Regions from separate parts of the Muntiacus reevesi genome. Here region 1 is linked to region 2. Evidence: chromatin contacts called from public Hi-C data. All regions are on one chromosome and are shown on one strand. The core of a region is the stretch at or near the end of the contact, and the rest is flanking DNA. Distances in the headings are between cores, read along the strand shown.

What was found. Hi-C and Micro-C count contacts between places; a contact is called where the count stands out from the background.
Region 1: a Hi-C map of muscle shows a contact between it and region 2, with 6 times the contacts expected there. The contact joins the promoter of DCTN1 here to the promoter of STAMBP in region 2. A contact is called at or near these places in 2 of 3 Hi-C or Micro-C datasets (blood and muscle).

The regions. Positions count from the first base shown.
Region 1 is chr3:91,529,612-91,536,420 of mMunRee1.1, reverse strand. It overlaps DCTN1 (dynactin subunit 1), which reads left to right and starts at 4,399. Exons shown (of 30, transcript XM_065929593.1): 1 at 4,399-4,613.
Region 2 is chr3:90,958,325-90,964,374 of mMunRee1.1, reverse strand. It overlaps STAMBP (STAM binding protein), which reads right to left and starts at 2,375. Exons shown (of 10, transcript XM_065929570.1): 1 at 2,330-2,375; 2 at 119-336. The coding sequence starts at 321.

The DNA.
Region 1 (6,809 bases), core at 3,150-5,649, 570 kb before region 2:
GAGTCCTTTGAACTTTTTTCAAGGGGAGTTTTTTTCCCTCTTGGTTCCTGCCCATTTTCTGAAGTGCCCAGAAGTCTACCCAAATAAGCACAGATATTCTTCTCTGTTCAGTATCAGGGATTGGAAGGATGGGCTCTAGTTATACAAATTGGAGTTTTAGGATCTCTGGAGTCTTGTTCATGGTCCCTATCAGAGAGGGCCTCAGGTTTCACAGGCCACCTGTGAAAATACACATAAGACAGAGACAGTATTAATTTTCTTCGAAGACCACTCAGTCCAATTCAATATAAAAGAAACAATATGTCTCCTGTTTGTATGTCATGTCTTCAGACCCCTTTTCACGATGTTGAAAAGGATTTGGGTCTTTCTTGTATCACTACCCCGCTTCTAACCAAGGTTTGGCATCTTCACATGAAAACTCAGCATATCTGTTAAAGGTTGTTAAAGCACTCAGAGAGATGGCTCCAGTTCAATTTAAAAATACATATTTAAAAACAAATTCAAAGCAGATCAAGATGTATTAATACAGAAAACCTCCAAGATGTAGTGTCCCATGGAGATAAAAACAAGGTTCAGCACAGGAAACTATATTTAATATCTTGTATTAACCTACAATAGAAAAGAATCTGAAAAAGAATATCTATATATGTATATATGCATATATACATATATCTGAATCACTTTGCCATACACCAGAAACATAACATTGTAAAATAAACTATACTTCAATAAAAAAAAACCAAGGTTTAGAACAGTATGTATACAAAGTTGCTCTTTGCATCTACAATGCTTGCAATTTCAGAGTCAGGCTGACTCTGGATCCAAAAACAAAAAATGGCATCAAGTTACTTTGAGTAAGGATCTTGGGGATGGGATAAATGAGGTATGAGCTGCTGCTGCTGCTGAGTCGCTTCAGTCGTGTCCGACTCTGTGTTATCCCATAGATGGCAGCCCACCAGGCTCCCCGGTCCCTGGGATTCTCCAGGCAAGAACACTGGAGTGGGTTGCTATTTCCTTCTCCAATGAGGTATGTACTTTTTTTTTTTTTTTAAAGGTGCTTATTTACAATAGCCAAAAGCTAGAAACAACTCCCAAATCCATCAAATCCATTACAGGTGAATGGATGAACAAAATGTGGTGTGTGTGTGTACACACACACACACACACACACACACACACACACACACATGTAATGAATGTTCTTCAGCTTTAAAAGGGAAAGAGATGTTGACACATACTACAACATGAACACATTTTGAAGACATAAGCCAGACACAAAAGGAAAAATGTTGTATGATTTTATTTATATGGAGTACTTAAAAAAGTAAAATTTATAGAGACAGAAAGTAGAATGCTTGTTACCAGAGACTAGGCTGAGGGGAGAAAGGGGAATTAGCGTCTAATGGATACAGTTTCCATATGGAAAGATGAGAAAATTGTAGAGACGGATACTGGAGATAGTTGCAAAATAAGGTAAATGTACTTAGTGCCACTGAACTGTACACTTAAAAATAGTTAAAATGGTACATTTTATGTATGTTTTACCACAGTAAAAAAATACATGTATACTGTGCCTTTAAAAGCCTTTATATTTTATACCATTTCTTTTTAACCGCAGGGGATAAAGACCATTTCTATTAAAATCATAGCTACATTTAATATTTGGCCCAGATGTATCCTACGATAAACCTGCTCACATATGGAATGTCATATGTACAAGGTGATTCATTGTAGCATCATTTGCAATAGCAAAAATTGGTATCACACTAGAAGAGGGTGGTTAACAAATCACGTTTCCATGCAACAGAGTACTGTGCAGCTCAAAAAATGAATGAGGAAGATCCTCTATTTACTGATTTAGAAAGGTCTCCAGGATATATTGTTAAGTGAAGAAGTAAGGTGCACGTGTATATAGTATGCTGTCTTGCACATAAGAAGTGGGAGGAGTAAGAAATTGAGCAACTTGCTGAGCAATTTGCTAATAGAGAAACTGACACCAAGGGTTAAGTGCAGAGTGCAAGGAGGAAGGAGTGGATAGGGGAGGGGTTGCAGTGAGCTTTCTCAGTGCATACTTTTAATATTGTTTTGCTTTTTTGAATCACACTAGTGCATTATCTATTTAGAATAATAACAAGAAATACTTGCTGTTTATTCATGTCTGACTCTTTGTGACCCCATGGACAGCAGCACATCAGGCTTTCCTGTCCTTCACTATCTCCTGGAGTTTGCTGAAACTCATGTCCACTGAGTCGGTGATGCCATCCAACCATCTCATCCTCTGTCACCCACTTCTCCTTCTGCCTTCAATCTTTCCCAGCATCAGGGACTTTTCCAATGAGTCGGTTCTTCGAGTCAGGTGGCCAAAGTATTGGAGCTTCAGCTTCAGCATCAGTCCTTCCAATGAATATTCAGGGTTGATTTTCTTTAGAATTGACTGGTTTGACCTCCATGCTGTCCAAGGGACTTTCAAGAGTCCTCTCCAGAAATACTTAGACGATGAAATGGGAAAAGAGGGGCAGTAGTGGGGAGATTGCCCAGTTCATCCTTTCTACCATTTACCACCCCCACTTCCACCCCACCAACAATTTTAGGGATTTTTCAGGTTATTTTTCAATCTGAGATTAACTGAGACAAACATAATATTGCAATAGTTACAGTTCAGGCTCTTTACATGAATCCACTCAAACTTACAAACAACCAAATACTGTAGGTTCTATCCTTAACATTCTCATTTTATGAAAGAGGAAACAGAGGTTGGGAGAGGTTAAGTAACCAACCCAAGGTCTGAGACAGTGGGTAAACCGAATTTGAACCCACTATCTATCAGATCCCTGACTCTTCCAACATCCTTGTACAAATGTCTGAACACTTGTTCTATTTTTTTTTTTTTTTTTCATTTCTTTGGCATAATTAGAAGTGTATTCATTGTGTCAGGGAATTTGTACTTTCTAATGTTTTCTTTTTTTTTTTATAACAGATTTTATTGGTTGTTTTGAGGATCAGTACACAGACATTTCAATTTGTACATAATTCTTAACAGTCATACCAAAAATCTAAAAAAATCATGTAGTTTTGATTCTTTTCTGAATAGTTTTTCTACAACTTTACAGCTTAAATTTGGAGGCAAATTTTCCTTAACAGGATATCCAGTACAAGATCAAAAGTTCCACCAGTCACAATTTAAAGTCATACTACATACTCAAATTTTCAGTCCTACACAGCACATTAACAATGTTACTAGGAGAACTGAATTACCACGACTAAAGTTGTTACAGAGTGCACAAAATTCTGACCAGAATAGCCAAGATCAAGCAGTGGTTTGTTGTAGGAAACAATTCTACTAAAAACATGGGAAGAGAAGTAATTTAGTATCCAAGACACTGAATGCACAATTGACTCCAAAGTGCCATTTACTGTGCTTTGTATTATACAGTATAAAAGTTCACCTCAATTTATGGAATGTTAAGCTGACACCCATGACAATCAAAACCTCCCATATTCAATATCCCACTATTTTCTGGTTGAACCAAAAAATAAAGAACCAGCAAATGATTGCACCTCTTAAAAAAAAAAAAAAAAAAAGCACTTACACTTAAAAAGTGGAATGAGGGAGGATTCTTTCTTTTTTAAAAAAAGTGTTTTTAGAGCTGTCAAAAAACTTGCATTTACAAAATAGTTGATAAAAACAATCGTCTGGATTGTACAAGAAGGGAGACGGACCACTGATAGGATAGGGTGTGATATTAATCAGATTTGGCTTCCTCTGCTTGAGAGGCTGGGCTAGCCACTTCGGCTTGTTTTCCCGCTGTTCCCTTTTGTTTGACTTTTCTCTGAAGATTTCTCCTTTCCTGCCGCCTTCTTCGGCTTCGTTTCCACTTTTGCAGGAGCCGATTTAGCTGGCAATCTCGCAGATCTCCACTTGGGCTCTTTCTCAGGCTCCGGGACCGCGGAGCTGACCTTCATCCGGGGAGCCGTGGCGGCCTGGCGGGACGGCGCCAGGTGCCTGCGGGTCGGGGCGCGCGCCGCAAGCCTTCGCGAAGCTGAAGTGCCCAGCCGCTGCCGCACCCCCCGGCCCAAGTGTTTGTTTGTTTGTTTGTTTTTAAGAAAAAACTACCATAGTCTATCATGTAAATTTTCATTATTTTACACTTACCACTATTGTTTGAATTAATAGCCCAGCACTCAAAAGCGTAGCGAGTCTCTGGGGGAACTTGGACCAAAGCAAGAGTCCTCCAGGCCGTCTCTACGTCGTCTACAGTCTGCCGGCAGAGGGCGCTGGCCGCCGCGCGGCCTCCCCCGTGGTCCTCATCGGCTGCCCGTCCAGTACGCACGCGCAAATTTCGCTCCAGGTGTCCAGCTTTGTGCCTGATCGAAGTCTCCCCGGCTGCGCTCAGCGCGCAGGGTTTAACCGGGGCTGGTCTTCCGGGAAGAGTAGCGTGTTCCCCCCGACCCAGAACACCTCTGGGCCTCAGAGACTAGAGGTCCTGGAGTGGGGCTCCAGGGGTCTGGCGGCACGGCGGGCAGCCCGTGCGGGCGGGGTGGGACCCCGCTAAGGCTTGGGCGTCGGTCGCCAGTGGGGCCCGGAGCCGGGCGCGGAGCCCCTGACAGTACAGGTACGGAGGCGGCGACCATGGCAACTGCCTCCTCCCCTGCCGAGTTCGCAAGGCTCTTGGCTGTGGTCTGGGGGCCCGGCGCTCGCCTGGGCGCGGCCGGGAGCCCGGTGTGCCGGGCAGGGGTCGGCAGGGGTGGGCCGCGGTGGGGGTGGGCACCCGCCTGGGTCTGGCCTGGTCTGACCCATGTGAGCTCTTCAGCCTGGCGGGGTCAGAGTGATTGCGTCTCCCAGTTCTTCCGGAACTGCAGGGGTTCCCCTCCTTTCCTGGGAACGTGCAAGGCACCCCTGAACCTATTCCAAGCTACAGGTTTCCAGTGGGGCACATGGTTGAAAAGTTGTGTCAAACAGAAAAAAGAAAATAGAGGACTAAAGCTGGAGGCCGATATGCGTTTGGTGTGTCTGTCTCCCATTCCTGGGGTCCGCCTTAACTGGCAGGGTGACTCTTGAGCAGTCATGTTGCGCATCCCTCACTAAATCACACAGATGAGGAGTTCCGCTGTTTTTAAAGAGACGGTGATTTAGAAATTTACCGTCTTTTGTTACGGTGTGGAGACCAGCAAGCTCATCTTGACCCCTTGGCAGTCCAGTATGCTTAAAGCACTGAGTCAGGGAACAATGAGGCGAAGGTTGACGTCCTTTACCTAGATTACGGCCGAAGCCCATGGCACGGGGCTGTTAACGATAGTAGTAGATGATGACTTTTTTCCCAAAAGGCTTTTTGTGCTCAAATATGTTTAGAAACTTCATGGTTCAAATTTTCTCTTCCCAGGTGGCGCTAGTGGTAAAGAACTCCCCTACCAATGCTGGAGACAGGTTCTATCCTTGGGTGGGGCAGATCCTGTGGAGGAGGGCATGGCAACCCACTCCAGTATCTTGCCTGGAGAATCTCATAGACAGAGGAGTCTGGCAGGCTTATAGTCCGTGGAGTCACAAAAGAGTCCGGCTTAAATGAAGGAACTTAGCATGCAGCATGAGTATGTTTAGAAACTTCAGCTTTCAATATGCTGATAGCATTTTTACCAAGAATTTCCCACTGGAAGTATAGTATGGAGTTTCCCAAATTTGGGTGGAAAATGCTGTTTTTCTTGGGTATAGCCTCTTTAGCATATAAGACAATTTGGGAAATGGAGTTCCAGAATTGGAAACTCAAGATTTGGAAGGGGCAGTTTAGGTCAGTGCTTTTTGAACTTGAATGGTGCGTACTTCTAGGGGTCTTGTTAAAGTACGTGCTTTGGTTGGTTCTACATTTTAAACAAGTTCTTAGGTGATGCTGATGGTCCATGGACCACATACACTTTGAGTACAAGGGTGTAGGTCTCTGGGTTGAAAGAGACCATGTTCTATTCCTTGCCCTCCAGAACAAGCTGTGCTGCCTTGAATAATCTCTTCCCCTGTCTGGCCTATAAAATAGGAGACTGGACTAGAAGAGCGCTACTGTTTCTTTCAGACCTTGTGATAGTTGAATTCCTTCTAAAATATTCTTGCCCAATGGCCAGTTTGGGCTTGAACATTTCTAGTAATGGGGAATTTACTGCATGTAAGGCATCCCGTTTCATCACGAGATAGCTCAATACAGAAGTTTTTCATGTTGCTAAAATACATCTCTATAACTTCCATCTTGTTGATCCTAGCTTATCTTTTAGAATCAAAGAAATAAAAAATATAATCCTCTTTAAAAGATGAGCCTTGGGAATTCCCTGGCAGTCCAGTGGTTAGGACCGTTCTTTCACTGCCAAGGGTCAGATTCAATCCCTGCTCAGGGAACTAAGATCCCACAAGCTGTGTGGCATGGCCAAAAAAAAAAAAAAAAAAAAGATTCTTAAAGTGTGAGATGACAGTGTGTCTACTATGTTTTCCCCAAACTGAATTGTCCTTTATTCTTCCCTGGCATTGTTTCAGATTCCTGTCTCTTAAAATCTCTTCCTCCTGGGTGGAGGGTAGTGGGCTTGTAGCAGGACTTTGAAGGACGAGTGGGACTTGCAGAACCAGGGGAGGCATCCTAAGCATTTGACAGTGGTGCGGAGATGACACTGCGTATGTCAGATCCAGAACAGTTTGACTCAAGCAAGAAATGTTATGTCACTGAAAGATTTGGGGCAAAGCAATATTTTAGAGTGTGTAGGAGTCCTCCTGTAGTGTATAATGTGGTTGGAAATGAGGAAGGAGAGAGGCAGGGAGCCAGATAGACTTCACATAC
Region 2 (6,050 bases), core at 1,126-3,625:
TGATGTTGTCAAGTTCTCTCTGGTTTTAGTGATTCTGAGCAGACATAAATGAGCACAAGAGCACCATGAGTGAGGCATCAGTCACCAGAAAAGAAAAAGGAAACCGGAGGTGTCTTACGTGATATACTTGTTATAGAGGATGAAAGCATATTCAATGTTGCCTTCCTCACAGTAAACAGATGCCATTCGGATAATCTCCACTCCAGAGCGGAAGTACCGGCGGGGTGGAATGTCTTCATTTATCTCCACTGTGCTACCCCTTTGGGACAGAGCCCTCACCCGGTCTTCGGGTGGGAGGCTCACATCTCCATGGTCAGACATGAGGACCAAGAAGTCCTGAAACAAATAAACAAAAGATGGCATCAATACCAAGGCCCCTGTCACCTCAGCACAGGTGTTTATCTCAACAAACCTCTACCTTACAAAGAAATTAAGAGAAAAACACCACATGCTGTTGCTCATATTAAAGGTCTCTTTAATAAAGGTCTCTTTCCCACAAGAAGCCTGAGACTCTCAAGAAAGCCCATTTCACAAGGATGAAAGGACTGACAGACTCAGAAACCCATAATGCCTGTGGCATGATTAGGTGGTACAAAGAGTATAACTATAATGAGCCCCAAGGGCTTCAGTTCTCTCTTCATGCTAACCATTCCCTGTCATTAGGTGGCCCAGACCTCGGCACCATGAAGACAGACAGTATCTTGTATTTTTTCCACTATCTCTCCTCCCAGCTACCCACTTCCACCCATCCCAGTATCTGACAGAATACTCAATGACATTTCCTGATGATTGTTAACTGACTTTAAGTTGATCATTTAACCTGAGAGTAACAGACTTTGTCTACAACTTTTCACGCTTTAGCACAAGGTCAGTGAGGGGAAATGGTGTGAGTATGAATATTTATAATCCCGACTCTCCCCATAAAACCACTAGTCCAGTCAATCTACATCATCATCATTTCAGGGTAAGGAATCTAGATCTAGAAAACAGTTTACCCAAATATATCTTCGAAGACTAAGTACTCTTTGAATAACAAAAGGACACAAAGGTAACTTGAAAGGCAAAACCCAAACCAACAACAACAACAAAAACATCCTGGGAGTTTTCCCTCCCTGGGTCTCAGGTTGCAGTCATTCTACAATCTTTCTTGATACTGTTGCTGTTCGAATCAGATTCTTTCTTCCAATCAGATATCACTCTACATCACTTCCAAAAAGATTCTGAGTATTTGATGCATACTCAATTGCAGCACACCCCCCACGCCCGTATTTTTGCCTGGAGAATCCCATGGACAAAGGAGCCTGGTGGGCTGTAGGCTATAGGGTCACAAAGTCAGACATGCCTGAAGCAACACAGCACAACCAGCATGCTGTAGAATACACAAGCTACAGCAGATTTTGGAATTCAAGGCCCTGTGTCAACTGGCCCCATTTGGTCCTTTTAAACCTTACTTTTTGTCCTTTTAAACCTTAATCATTGCCAACAGAGACCTTTTGCTTCAGTCAGGATTCTTATCTGCCCAGAAATCCTCACATTTGTTTCATTTGTCTATCTACTGTTGTTTTCCATTCCAAGCACTCCCTCAAAGATGATTTTCTCCAAGCCAATTCTATCTCCAGGTCACACTTCCTCCACCAAGCTTCTTCTCAAACACCCTAAGGGTACAAAAGTTGTGGGGACTACCAGGGATGCAGAGGCATTCCACCTCTGTGGGAGTCTTTTCAGGGGCTCAAGAAGCCACTAGTAAGTCTAAAACCTCCCCAAGTTGCCTAATTAGTAAACTCAGTGCATCAAAGCTAACTGAAGCAGAAGAAGGTTGTTGCTCTTTGTCACCTCTCGGGAGAGGATCTTTTGGTCGAGAATGAAACCCCTTCCCAAGGCCAGCAAGTGCTGCCCCACACAAGACTGAGCAACACTCCAAAGAGGAGATGTAGCGTCCGAAAACAAGAAGGGAAAGAGGCGGAAAAACCCGAGGCGGGGGAAGATGACTGGGACGCGAAAGGAAGTACCAGGAATGAGCGAAGGGGGCGTTTACAGCGGAGAAGGGTCCACTGACAACTGCTTGAGGCCTTCTCCAAGGCACTCAAGCCCAAGTTGTCAACGCCGGGCAAAATTATTCAAGGTTTTCGCGTCTATCGCGTGCGGTAGGAGGGGACGCGCCGGGCCAAGCTGGGGACCGGAGCCGTCAGGGGCCTCGCGCGTGACAGGCCAGGCAGGGGGCGCAGGGAGGAGAAGGCTGCAGGCCCCACACTCACGGTGGCCGCTCCCCGTCAGACTCCGATTACGCTCGGCACCCGAGCCCCACCACACTGCCGGGACCCTTCCCCACCTGCGCCCCGCGGACGACTCTCGGCGCTTCCGAAAACGTCACGTCCGGCACCCGCCCCGCCCCGCCCCGCCCCCTGCCGCTGGTCTGGGAGTTACAGTCTCCAGAACTTAGGACCCGAGCGGCGACTCGTGGGCGGAGCTAGGGCTGCTACCTGCGGGGGAGAAAACACCAATGAGGAGAGAGCGGGGCCATTTTAGTAAAGGAAAATCAAGCAGCGAAGAAGAGGAAACGGGCACAGGACCCAATGACCAAGCTAGCTTTTCTTTTAGGTTAGTACAGACACAGGGAAAGGCTACACAAGTTGTAATACGACATCCCTTGGGAAAGCTTAAGAAGTATGAAATCAGATAAAATCTGTTGCATAAATCATACATGTATTGAAATTAGCCTGGTAACCTTCATGCTTACCCCATGCCTTTGTGTCCTCCACATTTGTGCAGATGAATTACATGTTTGTGCGTGCGTGCTAAGTCGTTTCAGTCCTGTCCAACTCTGTGCGACCCTATGGACTGGAGCCTGCCAGGCTCCTCTGTCCTTGGGATTCTCCAGGCAAGAATACTGGAGTGGGTTGCCATGCCCTCCTCCAGGGAATCTTCCTGACTTAGGGATCAAACCTGCATCTCTTATGTCTCTTGCATTGGTAGGCAGGTTCTTTAGTACTAGCGCCACCTGGGAAGCACGTGTTATATATTTATGTCAGTCCTAAAAGCTAGGGTATCCTAGTTTTCTGCAGAAAATTCTATGAGCTTTATCAAGATTGATTGCATGTTGAAACCTATTCTACCAGACTAATAATACCCTATTTATATTACAAAGTCACTGGAAAACCAGATGAGCTGTGTCTTTAAAGTTTTTACGCTAAATACACATCCTCGGGTTTTCTCTATGTGGAAATTTGCTTTCCCTAAATTTCCATTCACTTGTTTTTTTTAGAAATTACTCAAATCTCAGCTCTTAATTTCACCTTAATTTTGTTTATTGCCACATTCAGAAAGGTCATGTCGAGTTCTGTTTTAAACCTTTGTAGCCAGAGAGATAGGCCACGTAGGACTCATTGGCTGTTAAGGTCCATCCTGATCAGTGACAAGGTTTTCAGAGGAAGAGTATTTGGAGAACTGAGCAGTCATTCTAGTGGTTTCCACTAGTAGGATCTAAAGGTAAATTTCATTTTGCAAACTTTAGGACACCACTTTAGCCCCTCGAGTTCTTTTTTGATTACTGGCTAAGCCATTAAAATTTTATTGTATTAACTTTTTTTTTCTGGCCATTCAACACAACCTGTGGGATACCAGTTGAACACATGCTCCCTGATTGGAAGCATGGAGTCTTAACCACTGGTCCACCAGTGAAATCCCTAATTTTTTTTTAGCATATATTACAATAAAATTTTATCTGTAAATTTGAAAAGCATTTATTTTGTAACCATTTCCTTTTCAGACTGTAGGACTTTCAAAGCTTCATTAAGAAAAGACCTCTTCAGCATTTCACTAGAAATTTCTAGGTTTTCGTAGATTACCTGACTCTGTTGCTATCATAAAATTTGCAGTTACCATTGCAAAAAGCAGGTGTATATTTGTTTTAGGTTAGCAATATTAGATCTTGGCTGTCGTAGTTTTAGCGTTTAAAACTGTTTCAATATTAAAATGATATTTGAATTTATCCCTTGCTTCAAGGTATAGTATTCAGCTGTATAAACTTTAAAAAATATTAGTAAACTAATTCATGTTCATGTATGGCAGAAACCAACACAATATTGTAAAGCAATTATCCTTCAATTAAAAATAAATTTAAAAAAATATGTCAGTAGACTAAAGCCCAATATGTTTAATATTTGATTATCTAGAAATATTATATCAATATGTATTTGTTCTTTACCACTATATTGTTGTTGTTGTTTAGTTGCTCAGTCATGTCCAATTCTTTGTGACCCCATGGGCTACAGCATGCCAGGCTGCTGTGTCCTTCACTGTCTCCTGGAGTTTGCTCCAACTCGTGTCAACTGAGTTGTTGATGACCACTATATAATATCGATGAACCTGCTTGCTTTGACCACTGCAAAATTGTCAAGAACTTTTCTATTTATCTACACATACTATTTCATAAATGGGTGTGCTTAACAAAGACTAAACTATTTAAAACTGAAATAGAAACCTATTTGCTTTAGGGTCGGATTGTATTACCCAGTAATTGAATGATTTTGTTCTATTGCTGTCTGGAAGAGTACCCACAACTTCTTTAAATTCTAAAAATAGTTGCTATACTAAAAAACATCTTTTGCCTCATTATTTCATTAACTTACATTTTTTAATCTTGTGAAAGAACTACTATTTTAATTTTGAGTAGGGTTTTCCTGCCAGATAGACACTCTAACACACTGACATTAATCGATTATTCAACGAAGGACTGTTGATCTGAAAACCTGGCTAAATTTACCAGGTTTTCTAAATCAGAGAAAAGAAACTCCTGAAAATTTCCATTTGTTTGTGTTACATTCTACACAAAATTGTTGGCCTGAGGTATTAGACAATTGTTTTTTGCCTAGAAGACTAATTTTTAAATGTCACAACATCAATAAAATGTATTGAAAATGAGTGTTTAATCTCTAAGGATCACTGTGCAAAGCAATGGGGACACAAATATCTGTATGACACAGTTCCTACCCTACGACCAGGGCATGGTGTTTATTTGCACCAAATACAGAGTGACACATTCTGTTTGTGGATGTGTATATGTATGAACGTATGCACAGCCTCTTTCCAAAAAGTTCTACAAGCCTACTTGTCATTCTATCTCAGGAGACTGTTTATCACCACTCCAAAACTTTATGCTATGGTTTAAAAGTTTAGCTCTTGATTGCCATACTGAGTGAAGTAAGTCAGACAGAGAAGGAGAAATATCACGTGACATCCTTATGTACGGAATCTGAAAAGAAATTATACAAATGAACTTATTTACAAAACCAACTCACAGACTTTGAGAATGAATATATGGTTGCCGGGGGGAAGAGCTGGGGGAAGGGATAGTTAGGGAGTTTGGGGATTGACATGTACACACTGCTATATTCAAAATGGGTAACCAACAAGGACCTACCATATAGCCCAGGGAACTCTATTCAATGTTATGTGGCAGCCTGGATGGGAGGGGAATTTAAGGGAAACTGGATACATGTACAAGTATTGCTGAGTTCCTTTGCTGTGAAACTAACACAACATTGTTAATTGGCTATGCGCCAATATAAAATAAAAGGTTAAACTTTCTACAAATACTTTAAACCCCAAATTTTGAAAGACTCTCTGCAAGTTTGTTAGTGTGATGATATGACCTATCCTTCAAGGTCTAGCTTAAAGCCCCTGCACAGGTATTGTCTTCTCCACTAGGCCAGCATCCAGATCTCTAATTTCTCCCATTCTCTGTTATGTATATTTTTCTTAAATTTCCCTGGAGTGATTCTGCATAGGCATTGGCTTTTTAGACTTATGGCTGAAAGCGCTTATCAGACTTTTCCCCTTCACAATCATAAATATGCAAGTCGGTGCTAGGATTCCCCTGGAAGTAGGGGGGCAGGTGGTGTTGAAAACCTCTTTTGACATGCTCACAGCTCTATTCCCAGTGCCCAGGACACTTGGGACCCCAGATGATACTCATTGGATGCTCAAATGTTGTTGAAATAAATGCTGTCTTACTGTCCCAGGGACAGGGAAGCCTGGTGGGCTGCCATCTC